2 separate regions of the Mus musculus genome follow, and region 2 is linked to region 1. The links are chromatin contacts, called in public HiChIP or PLAC-seq maps. All regions are on one chromosome and are shown on one strand. The core of a region is the stretch at or near the end of the contact, and the rest is flanking DNA. Distances in the headings are between cores, read along the strand shown.

Region 1 (6,514 bases), core at 2,731-5,230:
CCTCTGATTTATGACTTGAGTCTGTTTTTTAACTTAAACAGACTCCGTTTAGTTTCTGGCTGCACTCTGGGCATCTCCAACATTGGCTGTACTGCCCTGGCTGGCTCTCAGTATACACTTGTTGATAATTCCTCCAAGACTTTTGAAAGTTCCTCCCATAGCCCATCTTCAGTTTCCAGGAAAAAAATCCTTCTCTTCTGCCAAATTCATCTGATCTTTAACAGAACAAACAAACAAACAAACAAATCCTGAAAACCTATCTACAGTTGCTGACCAAGGAATCAGGATATGTTCACGGGGGTGGGGGTGGGGTGGGGGGGGGGCTAGGACAGTAAACGGGGGGGGGAGGGATGATAAATCCAGATATGAGTGTAAGTAATTTGTAAAAGATAAATAACTCCAGGTTTAAGTAGCCGAATTAGCAGTGGAAAGGACATTAGGTTAGAAGTCATGGTGCATTTTTTCTTCCTTCAGGAGCTGACCCTGAAGGTGAAGCCGGGAGCCAGACTCCAGCGTCCCCACAAAGGCCTCTGGCAAGAGGCACCTTCATGAAATCTTGAGGTCAAGGGCAGGATCCCAAGCTGTAAGGCAGCCAGCATCAAACTACACTTTTCATAACTAAGATTAAGATAAGTAAAATCAGGCTGGGCAGTAGCCCCGTGGTAGCACTTGCCTGAGGCCCTGGGTTCAATTATCAATACTGCCAAAGTGAAAAAAAAGTAAATAAAAATCACGTACTTTCTATGTCACACTAGCCATTCAAAAGTCACATGTGAACAACAATAGAGAGATTTTTTTCCCATCAGGATAAGACATCCATGGGACTGGGGAGACAGCTCACTGGGTCAAATGCTTGCTTTGTAAGCATGCAAGTATAAAGATTCAATCCCCATTGTCTAAGGAAGAAAAAGAATAAGGAGAAGGAGGAGGAGGAGATGGAGCGGCTTCATGGTTGATGGTGATCTCTGTTAGGAAGGAGATACAGGCAGATTCTCTTGATGGCCAGCCTAGCCCAGTGTGAGACTTCCAGGCCAGTGAAACACAGGGTTTCAACAAGGGGGCCAGGGGAGATGTCATTGACTCCTGAGTTTGAATTCTGGCCTCCACCTGCTCTTACACATGCATACACACCTACACACATGTGCATCTGCATGTGAACGAGTAACAACCACGTATACCATCATCCTATCAATCAAAGAAATCTCAAAGGACCTAGAAGCCTCAAGTTTCGGGGAGATTGGAAAATGAAGACTCTCTGGAGGTAGAAATGGCCCAGCGCTGTAAGCCTCGCACCTGGAAGAAGGACCACAGAACGTTCTGGCCAGCCTGGGCTAACAGAAACAAACAAAACAACAAGACAAACTAACAAAACCTCTTCACTCCTCCCCCCAAACACACACACACACACACACACACACACACAAACAGAAAACTGATAGTAAGCAAACTCCTCAAGAAGAGAGACCACGGATAATATGGCAGGCTGGGAATGGAATGGAATTCTGGGGAAGAGAGAAGATTGCTACTTCAGCCTTGGGTGTCATGTATTCTGAAAGTTTGGCCCTGGGTGTTGGGGTGCTGGGGTTGGGGAGGTAGTGGCTTTTATTAGGTAGTTTGCTGCTCTGGCTTTGGTGTCCTTGGTGAAGCAAAAGCAGAAAACAACCAACAACTAATGATAGGGATTAGCTCCCCTGTTAAACCTAAGCCCTGAGTGGCAGCACCAGGAGGTCCTGGTAGTGAGAGAAATGGGCCGAACTAGATCTGCAACAAGTTGCAACCTGCCAGGGCTGGAGTCAGCCGGGCCTAGCCTCTGCAAACGCAAATCCCTGGCCCCAAGATAAAAGACTGTTTAAAACAGGGAAGGCTTGCCAAGGTATCAAGTGATTCTTGTTAAGCTCCATTTCAATGACAGACACATAATGCAGAGCCCAGGGGCTGAGATTAAGTTTCCAGGCAAAGCCCACAACAGCCTAGAGCAAGGAAATTAATATTTCAGAGAAAACATTGGATTTTTTAAATATATATATAACGCAAGGCTTTTTTGGAGGATTTCAGCCACAGCTTGCCAAACGCTGCCGAGCTCCCAGGACAGAACAGAGGAGGTGACCAGCTCACAGCTGGGGGGGGGGGGGGGGAGGGGGGAAGCCCAGCGCCCTGCCTGGGGAAGCCAGTTCTCTGCAGGACACTTTGATAAAAGCCAAGCCTGGTTAAAAGCAAGCATTCCTCAGCCTGAAACTTCCCAACCTGTCTGAGACTTCCTTTACCCTCCTTTCCTGAGTCTCCAGGAGAGATTTTTAAAGTTAGTATACAAAACTGTGGGTTTCACTATGGTTTTTTCATAAGAATGGGTCACCATGCTGTTCTAACCTCTCCTGGCCTCTCACCCCACCACTGTCCCAACCTTCTGCTTTTTTGTCCAGGATGAGTCTGCGCTGCTTATAATCACATAATCCTCACTAGTGTGTGTGTGTGTGTGTGTGTGTGTGTGTCTATGTGCAGGTGTCCGTCCATGTGCATGCAGAAGAACATGCATGGGGAGGCCAGGAGATATGTTGGACGTCAGCCCTTGCCTTCTTCCTTGAGGAAAACCAGAGAGCTGCGGGGGATTCTCCATCTCATCAAAGAAGTACTGAAACTGCAGGCACAGCACGGGCCACATTGCTGGCTTTTATGTGGGTTCTAGGGAATCCAGACTCTGATCCCTATGCTTCGACAGTACATAACCCCCTTGGCAACCTCTGCAACCCAACAATACTATTCGTGTGGAAGCACGTGTATATGTACATGTGCCTGTATGTGTATGTGTGTGTGTGTAACCATGTGTATGTACACACGCATGGTGTTAAGCATGTGTGTTTGTTCATGTGTTTGTGCACATGTATGCATGTGGAAGCACCTGTGTATGTGCACGTGCCTGTGTGTGAGTGTTTATGTGTATGTGTGCACATGTGTGTGTTTGTGTTGCCTACTAGCAAGCCCCAGTGATTCTTCATTCCCTTTTTTTCAGAGCACCGGGGTTAAAGCACATGTAGCCACCACCACCCAAACTAGAACTTTGGACTCAGGTCTTCATGCTTACAAGCAAGCACTCTTACCCACTGAGTCCCAAAGCCATCACCCAAGTCTAAAAGTACAATTTTTCTAGCCCTTCAAAGATGATGATTAAAATCCTACATGATATAAAGCACCCTGGCTAGACATTCCTCCAACAAAGCGGAATAGTTAAAATATACTTTTCAACCATGTTACTAGGAGCCTTAGATGAGCAGGCAGAAGCTGTGAACTATTCCAGAACATAGGAAGGGAGAGGAACAATGAATTTAATCTGTCCCTCTGCAATAATCAGTGCTAAGGAAGGACCCCATAGGCTGGAGAGAGAATTCAGTTAGTCAAGCTCTTATCAGGCTTGCACGATGACCCTCAGCACTTAGGCAAGAGCAGCAGTAGACTGCCATCCCAGCTCCGGGGAGGCAAAGACAGATGCTCTCAGGGGTTAGCTGGCCAGCCAGCCATGCCTAATGGAACCTGCAGGCTCCAGGTTCAGTGAGAGACTCCCCCCCCCCATATTTTCACCTCCCCCAAATCTCCCAGGTAGGTCTCAAGAACAGGAACTCCTGGCTTCCAGTTCACTGTGTAGCTAAAGATCACTCTCTGGTTCCAACATCTTCACTCTCCAAAAGGCTGGGATTACAAGCAAGCCTGTGCTATTCCTCCCATTTGATGCCTTCCTGGGGATGGAACCCAAGGTTTCACACACATCAGACAAGTGAGTTACAACCCATCCCCAAGGAAACCACCATTCTGTGGCTAGGTCTCCAAAGCAAAAGAATTTCACTTCTTCCAGGGCTCTGCTCTGAAACCTTGCTCATTTTTGTTAGCATGCCAATGAATGGGAGGTGCTGAGCCCTGCCTAAATACCTCACCATTCCTGGGCACATGCTCATCTGTGCCCTCACTGGGGTTTGGCTGAATCAGTGGTTTTTATCTTGGCTTCCACATCAGAAGCATCTGGGGATTTTTAAAAAGACTGTGATGAAGGCAGAGCCCTGCTCAAGCCAGTGAGCAGGACGCCCACGGGGTTGACTCAGGCAGTGGGATTACTCTAAAACTTCTCAGAGGAGTTGGATGTACAGCCAGGGCTGGAAATTACGTACAGTTCAGCAAAGGACATAGTGCCGGGGCTGGGGTGCTGGGATTGCTCAGTTGGGTTCCCTCTTGCTCTGCACGCACAGAGGCTTGAATTCAAAACCCTCAATTCAAGATGCTGGTCATGGTGGTGTGGCTTGAAATTCCAGGCCTGAAGACAGTAAACAGAGGGTTCCTGGGCTTGTGCCTTAGCCAGCCTACTTTACGTGGTGAGCTCTAGACCAAGGGAAGACCCCGTCTTAAAAAGTAAAGCTAGAAGGCATTTCTAAGGTTGACAGAGGATGTTGTTCTCCAGCCTGCAGTAGAATGAACATAAATGTGCAGGAACACCCACCCTCACATGTGTATATTCAAATGTACATGTGGCAAACACATACAGAGTGAAAGAGACAGAGAGAGAAAGACAGAGACAGGCAGACAGACAGATAGACAGTCTAGACACATTGCTCAGCAGTTAAACGTTAAAAGCTGCTCTTGCAGAGGACCCAAGTTCTAGTCCTAGCTCCCAGTTCCACCTGATCCAACACCTTCTTCTGAACTCCTTAACACCAAGCATACCCATGATACACATACATGCACACAGACACAACACTCATACACATAAAATAAAATAAACGAATCCTTTTAAATTAAACAAAAAACACAGGTGGGAGGGAGAGACTCAGTCTAAGCGGAGTGGTGAACTTGACAGACAAGTCCATCCTAGCCAGACGGTGAGAGGCTGCCTGTAAGCACCCCACTTCCCTGAGTGTCTGGAGCACAACACACTGCATTGGAGCAGCAGCTCCAGAGTTATATGCAGGTGTGGTCAGGCCCAACCCAAAGTGTCTTCCTACGTGACTCAGCTTCTAATCCTGTTTGTGGGGAAGAGGCAGGTAGTAGAAAGACATGACTCCAGGGCCCTTCATTTTCACTGTGTTCTCTCTTCAAAGACAACTCTGGGCAAACTCTTCAGAATAAGTTCTGTTGGTTGCTTGTTACGGTCGTTTGAAGGGGCGAAACTTCTCAGCTAGGCCTCATGGTGACAAAAGGACAAAAGGAAATTCATTTGAAAAATTGGACTGGAGGATTTCCTGACAAAGTGGAACTTCTCTTTTCAGTGTTTTCGCTGTTTGTTTGTTTCCATGAATGTGTCTTGTTTCAATCAAATCCACTCCTCATTCCCCATCTCCAGCTCCTCTTAGGTCCTTCCCTGTCTCCTTTCCACCTTATGTCTTCTTTCAGATAGGTAGACAGACAGACATACAGACAGACAATAGAAATGGATGGATGTTTAGATGCCTTGATATAGATGTCTAGTTGGTCTTGTCTGGAAGCATGGATATGTTGGACTGTGTACGGTAGCCTGGGCAACCTACCAGGGTCCCACCCTGGAAGAAAGCCAACTTTATCCCCCTCAGCAGTCACCAACTGTCTCTAGCTTCTCAATAGAGGTTCAGTCCTGTGAGCCCCTTCCCATCCAGGAGAAAGATGAACTTCTAAAATGTCTCTTAGGCCAGCAAGATGGCTCAGAGGATCAAGATGGTTGTCATCAAGCCTGACAGCTTGATCAAGCACCAGGCTGTATCCACATGGTAGAAGAAGAGAACTGTCTTAGTTAAGTTTCCATTGCTGTAAAGAGATACCATGACCAAGGCAACTCTTATAAAGGACAACATTTAATTGGGGCTGGCTTTCAAGTTCTGAGGTTCAGTCCATTATCATCATGGCAGGAAGCATGGAAGCATCCAGGCAGGCCAGTCAGTTGAGAAGCTGAGAGTTCTACAGCATGTTCCGAAGGCAACTAAGAGAAGACTGATTTCTAGGCAGCTAGGAGGAGGATCTCAAATCCTACTCTACCCAGTGACACACTCCCTCCAATAAGGCCACACCCCCTAAGTGCCCACTCCCTGGGCCAAGCATATTCAAACCACCACAAGAACAAAACTGACTTCCAAAAGTTTTCCATTTGTCCTTTGACTTCCACATGCATGTATACACATACATGCATCGGCTACACACACACATAAATAAATAAATAAATAAATAAATAAATAAATAAATAAAACAATTTTAAAAACTAAAATGTGTCTTGAGGTCTGGAGATATGGTTCAACTGATAGAGTACTTGCCTACCATGTACAAAGCTTTGAGTTTGATCCCCTGGGTCCAGGAAACCAGTCATGGGGACAAGATTATAATGCCAGCAATCCCAGCATGCAGGAGACAGAGGCAGGAGAAACAGTTGTTCAAGGTCATCCTTGCCTACATGAAGAGTTCAAGGCCTGCCTGTGCTACTTGGGACCCTGTGTGATAGCTAGAATGAGAATGGTCCTCATAGGCACAGAATGCTAGGTTCCCAGTTGGTAGAATTGTTCGGGAAGGATGA
Region 2 (6,439 bases), core at 450-2,949, 170 kb after region 1:
TATTTCTGACCATTTTATGTATGGGTAAAACGTACTATGATCACATGTACCTGCCCATGACCCTCTCCCTTAACTATCCCATACTTGCCCCGTGTCCTTGTATGTATGCAGGGCATGAGTGTGTGTTCACAGTGGCACTTGTCACACCATGTCCAGAGCACAGTGCTTCATGCACCCCCACCCTCGTCCGGGTCTCACAATCTTCTCCTGTCCTCATTCAAAGCATTTGACCAGTTACAAGTCTCTGTATTCACCACTGTCCACTATAAAAGAGAAGCTTCTTTGGCCAAGCTGTGGGTAGCAATAGTCTGTAGATATAAATATAAGTTCTTAGGAGACGGTGTAGCTATATGTCTATTTTTTTTAAACAAAATATCTACCTTTCCCCCTAAGGCTTATGACCTTCCAAGCCAAAGTTTGTTTTCAGCTTGTGGGTCTGTTTGCTTGAGACAAAATTCTACTATGCATTGCATGATAGCCTTGAACTTACTCTAGCTCAGGATGGCCTCAAAATTAGAGTAGTCCTCAGCCTCACAGAGTGTTGGCATGCCAGGTGTGTATCATGATGCTTAGAGACAGATTTCTTTCTAACCAGTTATAGATGTAAAATTATTCTTAGTTTGTGGATCAAATCAACCAACAAACGAACAAATCAACAAACCAAGCAAACAGTCGGTAAAACTAAAAACAGGTGGCAGGCGAGGTGCTGGGTTATCAACAGTAGGCTGGCTACCACCCCAAACGTCTTCAATGCCACTGGTAAGTTCCATACATGAGCTTGCTTCACTTTCACTATTGTGGCACACACACACACACACACACACACACACACACACACACACAAAACATATACCTTGACTAAAAAAATGTATGTCAACAATGAGATCCATGGATATGGCTGCTGGGTGATATGTTGTTTGCCTAACTCTGTGTATAAAGATAAATATGCATATATACCCTTGCAAGTACTCATAAATACTCATACACCTAGACATAGAACATAAACATATATTCCTTGAAACAATTCAGGATTCTAGACATTTCCAACTGTTGCTTTCACACATTTAGAAGGGTTACTTAGCACTGTCCCCATTTTCTGGTTCTATAACTGTGTTTTCATGACTTGATCTTATCAAATCCCAACACCCCCATCTTCCCTCATCCAACCATGTGGTTAGTCACCAGGTCAAGCCCAGTTCCTTGAACATTAGTGGATTTCCACCTAGAGTCAGGATGACAATGAGTGGGTTTGGCTGTAGGTACATGGAGTATGGTAACGTAAGGATCCATGAGTCACTGAAGAATGATACCCCAGACTCAAATAGTACGTAAACGGAGAGTGTTTTACTTTGCAGAAGTCCAGCATGCTGGGGTCTCTCCAATGCCAAGATAGAGAGACAACCAAGTGAGCTTGCAGGCCTGATTTAAAGCACATTAGGTAATTCTGGGATAGGTGACTTCTATGTTAATCTGTTGGGTCTATCTCTATGGACATTCCATTACTGGGGTGTAGGAGCTGTGAACCTGCTGGGAAGATCTAGAAACTGTTGCTGAGGAAGTCTGGAAACTGCTGCTGACCCATTGTCCTTGCCTCACGATAGGTGGCAGGGCAGCTTCTGAGGCCTGGACTTGCCTGGACTTGCCCAGTTCTTAGAAACAGAGATTTAGGCCTAGTCTCCTTAACTGCCAATGTGAAGCCTGTCATGGAATCAGCCTAGCTTCCATAGGCCTTCTCAGTACCTATCAGAGCGATTTGGAATTTCATGGTTCCAGGAAGTAGCTAAGTAAGTTCTGTATTCAGCTCTTGTTCTAACTGGCATAGAGTCCAAAGTGAGCAGGAGTATTAATCAAGGAGGAAGAGCCCGTGTAAATGTGGAAAAACTCCAGGATTGTGGCTTGGAGGTCACAAAAGTAAGTTGGAACTTCCAGGAACCTCTGCCTGATGCTTCCAACTTCAAACACACCACCGACTTGCAGGGAACGCTGGCACAGTTGATTATTTTCTAATGGACATCTACCCAGGTGAGGAGCTGGGGAACCTGAAGGAAGAGACCTGGTGAGGGACACAGAACTGTATGCTTGGCTTCTGCCCTCTGTCACAGGGAGACAGACATCAGCAGTTCCTGTGTGACCCACAGCAGCTGAGTAATGCGCTCTGAAATGTCCTATCTCAGTTGGTAAAGTGCTTGCAAACCCCTGGGTTCCAAGCTCTGCAAGGCACAAAGTGGGTATGGTATCGTATGCCAGCTATCACAGCACTTGTCAGGCAGAGGCAGGAGGACCAGGAGTTCAAGGTTTTCTATCTATTGCTATCTAGTGGGTTGGAGGCCAGTCTGAGCCACGTAAGATGCTACATACGAACAAACAAACAAATGGCAAATAGCTAATGTGGGCCTTCCATACCCTACCTTGTAGATTCTTTCTGCCCTGAGACTATGAAGAGATAGAATCCTGGTCCTCAGATGTCTCCCCTAGCTAAGTCAGCACAGAAAATGGACTATGTAAACTCCCTTTCCTGTAGAGCTGGTCTGAAGTAATCCGAGATGGTTTTTGTAAGACTTGGTAAAGTTCCTTCACCCTCTTTCCAGTACTGTCCTGGGGAGAGGGGGAGTCGGCCTTTATCCTTGGGAGATTGCACAGATTTAGAAACTGATCTTACACGGAGGACAAGAGAACAGCCTAAGAAGTCACCTCTTCTCTGCCTGGGGGTTTTCTCCCTCCTGCGGGGTGCTCAGAGGGCTTCTCCTGGAAGCCCTAGGACCAGCAGGCCTGGCTTCCTGCCTTTCTCTAACCAGGGTGGCAGGGGGCCTGCATCTGCCTCCCAGCAGCCTTCCTGTGTTGACAGCACCCTTTGTTCTTCCTTTCTCCCTAGGGAAGATGTTGGCTTGTCTGTTCTGGGCAACAGATTTGGGAAAAAACACACTTTTGTCTTTTAAAGGAATTTATCATTGTTCTTCTGAAGACTCAAAAGAAAAGTCACCTTACACTGATTTCAAAAGCAACAACAACAACAAAAACCAATTGAACACCCCCTCGCCCCCTTCAAAAACAACAGGAAGGCATGATTCAGGCCATGCATTTTAAAATTACTAAATCCACAAAAATGTGAATGTGTGTGTGTGTGTGTGTGTGTGTGTGATAACAATAATGAACAGGCAAAAGAAAATTGCAATGTTTCTCAATCTCTCCATTTTCTGACATACATGTCACCATCAGATTCTTTTTTTAAAAAAGTCTCTTAATTATGTGCATGTGTGTGCGTGTATGGCTTTTGCACATGTGCAGGTGCCAGTGGAGACAAGAAAGTGTCCAGTTTTCCTGAAGCTGGAGTTAGAGGCAGCTGTGAGTCTCCTGATGTTGGTGATAGGAACTGAACTCTAGTCCTTGGCAAGAGAAAAGAAACCCCTAGCCCCGAGCCATGCCATCTCTCTAGCCCTAGATTGCTTTCTTGGTCCTTTTATGCCAGCGACTTCAGAAAGTCTTGCTGTATATTCTTAAAAGGCCGTCTGGAAATTTGTAGAGTTGGGTAATAAACTTTACTGTGTACTTTACTACAGCCTGAACCCCAGAATAATCTTTACTCCATGGAGTGTGTATGTGTGTAAAGGGTCCCAGAGGCAAGATGGAGCCTACGACAACTTCCTGAGAACGAAGTTTTGAAAGCACATACTTGCACTTCCACGAAAATTTGTCACCAACACAGAGCCTTTGTCAGGTGGGTTCCTTTTATTCATGACAGGAAGGGGACTTCCCCTCAGTAATACAGTCATCTGTGGTTGCACATACCTCTCCCTGTCTTCCGGGTTCTTTTCTAGAGAGTCACAGGGAGGGTACGGTTATTAAGACCCTTCACTGATTATATATAGCATTGTTATGTTTTCTTTCAAAACTTCCACTATGTAGTGAGGTTTTTAACTGTAAGGTTGTATGTCTGTACCTGAGCAGGTTTTGTGTGTAGTGTCTTAGTGTCCATAATGATATTTTGTTGGGGCTAGAGAGATGGTCAGATCCATTTGGTCCCTGGTCATGTGGGGCTGTCACCTATCTTCTGTAACTCCAACTCCAGGGAATCCAATGTCTTTTTCTGGCATGTGTGTGTGTACAATTAAAAATAAAACAAAATTAATTTTGACCAAAAGTAATGATACTATCTGAAAATATTGGCTGATCTCAATGTTAAGTAAGCATTTACAAAACTATTTATCATGCAAAAGTACTTGTGTCTAATTTGGAATTAGAAATGAGTCATTAGAAAATTTCTGGAATTAGCTGGTAAGAGAAATCTGGAATTAACAACAATAACAACAAGATGAAGTATTCAAAGTAGGGACAGCCATAATGTATCTGAGCACCTGAGAGATACAGAGAATGCCTTCTCCAGGTTGTAGAATTGGAGAAAACTCTCCAGGTGAGTGAGTGGGTTGGGCTGTGGACCCATGAAAAGTGATAGGAGTGTAGACACCACTTCAAAGGCGCTTCACTCATGTTGGCCACCCCAAGGGCTTTGCTTTCCTGTCAACAGTGATGTCTTTACCATCTTGTCCTTGTTTATAACATGTTGGACTACTCAACAGGGTCTCTCTATTTTACCAAGTCGTGGAACAGAGTGAAGGACAGCAGAGATGGCCAGGATCCCATATGTAAAGGTGATGAAGAGTGAGCACTGGGTCTGTCATGTGCTTGCTCAGATTTTCCCATTTAACTTTCAGGAGCCATCTGTAGAAAAATAACATCATTATGTCCATTTGAAGGTTCAAGGGATCAGGACACATGGGCAACTCATAGTTAGTAGGTGATGGGAAAAGGCTTTAGATATTTGGATCTGGAGGCTGAGCTCAGCATATGAGATGACAGAGAGTCCTATTCAGCCATCTTATTCTGTCATTCTGTGGGAATAACAGAGACTTCTTTGTTCTTCTCTGGGTGCTGGATAGACTATGTTAGTGTAGACCAATCAGAAATGATTTCTGGCTACTCTGAGTGCACATGTGTCAACTGGTACACACCTGGGCATCACCATACTCAGAACCATTTCTTTCAACTTGTTGCTGTGCCTAAAAAATGTAATTCTTCCTCTCACTGTTTCCTTTAAAGCCTGCTGCTCTTTTCTTCCACCTTATATCAGCAATCGCTTGAGACCAGTAGCCTAGTTTTGTTTCAGGAGCCAGTAGTGGAGAAACAGGGAGTTGGGAGATGGGGTTTTGCCCTTTAGATCAAAAGGGAAGGGAACTATTTTTGTAGGGTGTGCTGCGGGGTGCAGGGTAGATCAGGAGAACAGAGTAGCAGTAGAATCGCGCAAGGCTGCTCTGGAGGTCTCCATTTTGAAGCATCTCTCTTTCCATTAGAGGGAGCCACACATATACAGTTTCCCAACATGCAAGTTCCACAATGCAAATGACAGTGCCCCCGACTGGTCAGTGCTCAGTCCTAAGTGTTTGTGGCTTTATCTTTGGGGGAATCCAGCGAATGCTGCTTGGCCACAGCTATCCCCCTGCCCCCATACCCCTGTTTGCAGTTCCTACACAAGGAAGTAGTTTCCTGTGTGAGGAGCTGTCCTGTGCCAGAATGAAGTAGGTGAAAGATTCATTCTTTTCCTTGTCTCTCAGCTATGGCCTTCCAGAGACAGCTTTTATTTTCCAACTGAAAAAAATAAAAAAATAAAAGAGCCATACAGCCTCAGTGGGCCACAGCTGTAATGAACACTTTTTTCTACTGTGCACGACTCTGTAGCCAGTAGGAGATTCTGGAGATGTTCTTTTGAAATAGTATTACCTACCTTTCTGAAGTTTTATTGTCTACAAGGGTGAACATCTTAAATATTATTTTTTTATGAGACAGCATTCTAGTCATTGTGGTTCCTGGACCCCATGAATATTAAGAAAAATTGTGAAATTTGTATTTGGTCATTCACATTCAAACCCTGACAGCAGTATTCATCACTGGATTAAATCTCACAGGGTGATGGAAATGTGGGTTGGTCTCATTCCAAACGTGTGTCTCTTCCACGAAACTATGATGCCATACTTTGGAAGAAACAAAGCACCATATTTTATAATAGCCCCAGAGCATTCACACAGGAAATAGGTTCTCTCTTTATTGAAACAAATCTTTGTTAATGATCCCAGAAAGATCCAACTCCACCTGAACTTAATGGATCCAGGCTTCAATCCCTCTCTTACTGAACAGCGTTGGCCACCGTGGCCTGTGCATCTGGTGACATATTTCACTTCCTCTGGCTTAACTTGCCTTCTTCTCTTCCCACGGGCAGAAAATTACCAGGATTAATACAGCCTTAGACCAGGTAATTGGGCGCGCTCAAGCCTTCCCAAAGGGTATAACACCTAACTGCATTTGCAAGGAGCCACCTGCAGGCATAAATTGTGAGCTTAACATGGCAAATGGTGAGGGACAGCCAAGTTTCTAACGCCATCCAGTTGTC

What was found. HiChIP or PLAC-seq counts read pairs in DNA pulled down with a chosen protein or histone mark.
Region 2: a contact with region 1 is called in a CTCF HiChIP or PLAC-seq map of CD8 T cells, with 5 read pairs. The contact joins the promoter of D730003K21Rik here to the enhancer-like site in region 1. A contact is called at or near these places in 2 of 15 datasets of contacts at CTCF or cohesin (CD8 T cells and large pre-B cells), 14 of 484 Hi-C or Micro-C datasets (B cells, CD4 T cells, ECoMG-derived neutrophils and 8 more) and 5 of 115 datasets of contacts at active chromatin or transcription factors (CD8 T cells, the HPC-7 cell line, embryonic fibroblasts and 1 more).

What each region holds. Positions count from the first base shown.
Region 1 is chr9:116,149,076-116,155,589 of GRCm38.p6, forward strand. All of the region lies in intron 2 of Tgfbr2 (transforming growth factor, beta receptor II), which reads right to left. Gm31292 (a long non-coding RNA gene) reads left to right here. Exons shown (of 3, transcript XR_379937.4): 3 at 475-719. Among named protein-coding and RNA genes, the nearest start is that of Gm31292, 7.0 kb to the left of the region's middle. Within about 2 kb of position 3,981, at least 94 of the 459 cell types and tissues checked have an H3K27ac peak or open chromatin away from gene starts, as enhancers often do. A contact at or near this core is called in CD8 T cells, adipose-derived mesenchymal stem cells, beige adipocytes and 3 more, where this site is marked.
Region 2 is chr9:116,325,624-116,332,062 of GRCm38.p6, forward strand. It overlaps D730003K21Rik (a long non-coding RNA gene), which reads left to right and starts at 1,700. Exons shown (of 4, transcript XR_871324.2): 1 at 1,700-2,022; 2 at 3,558-3,715.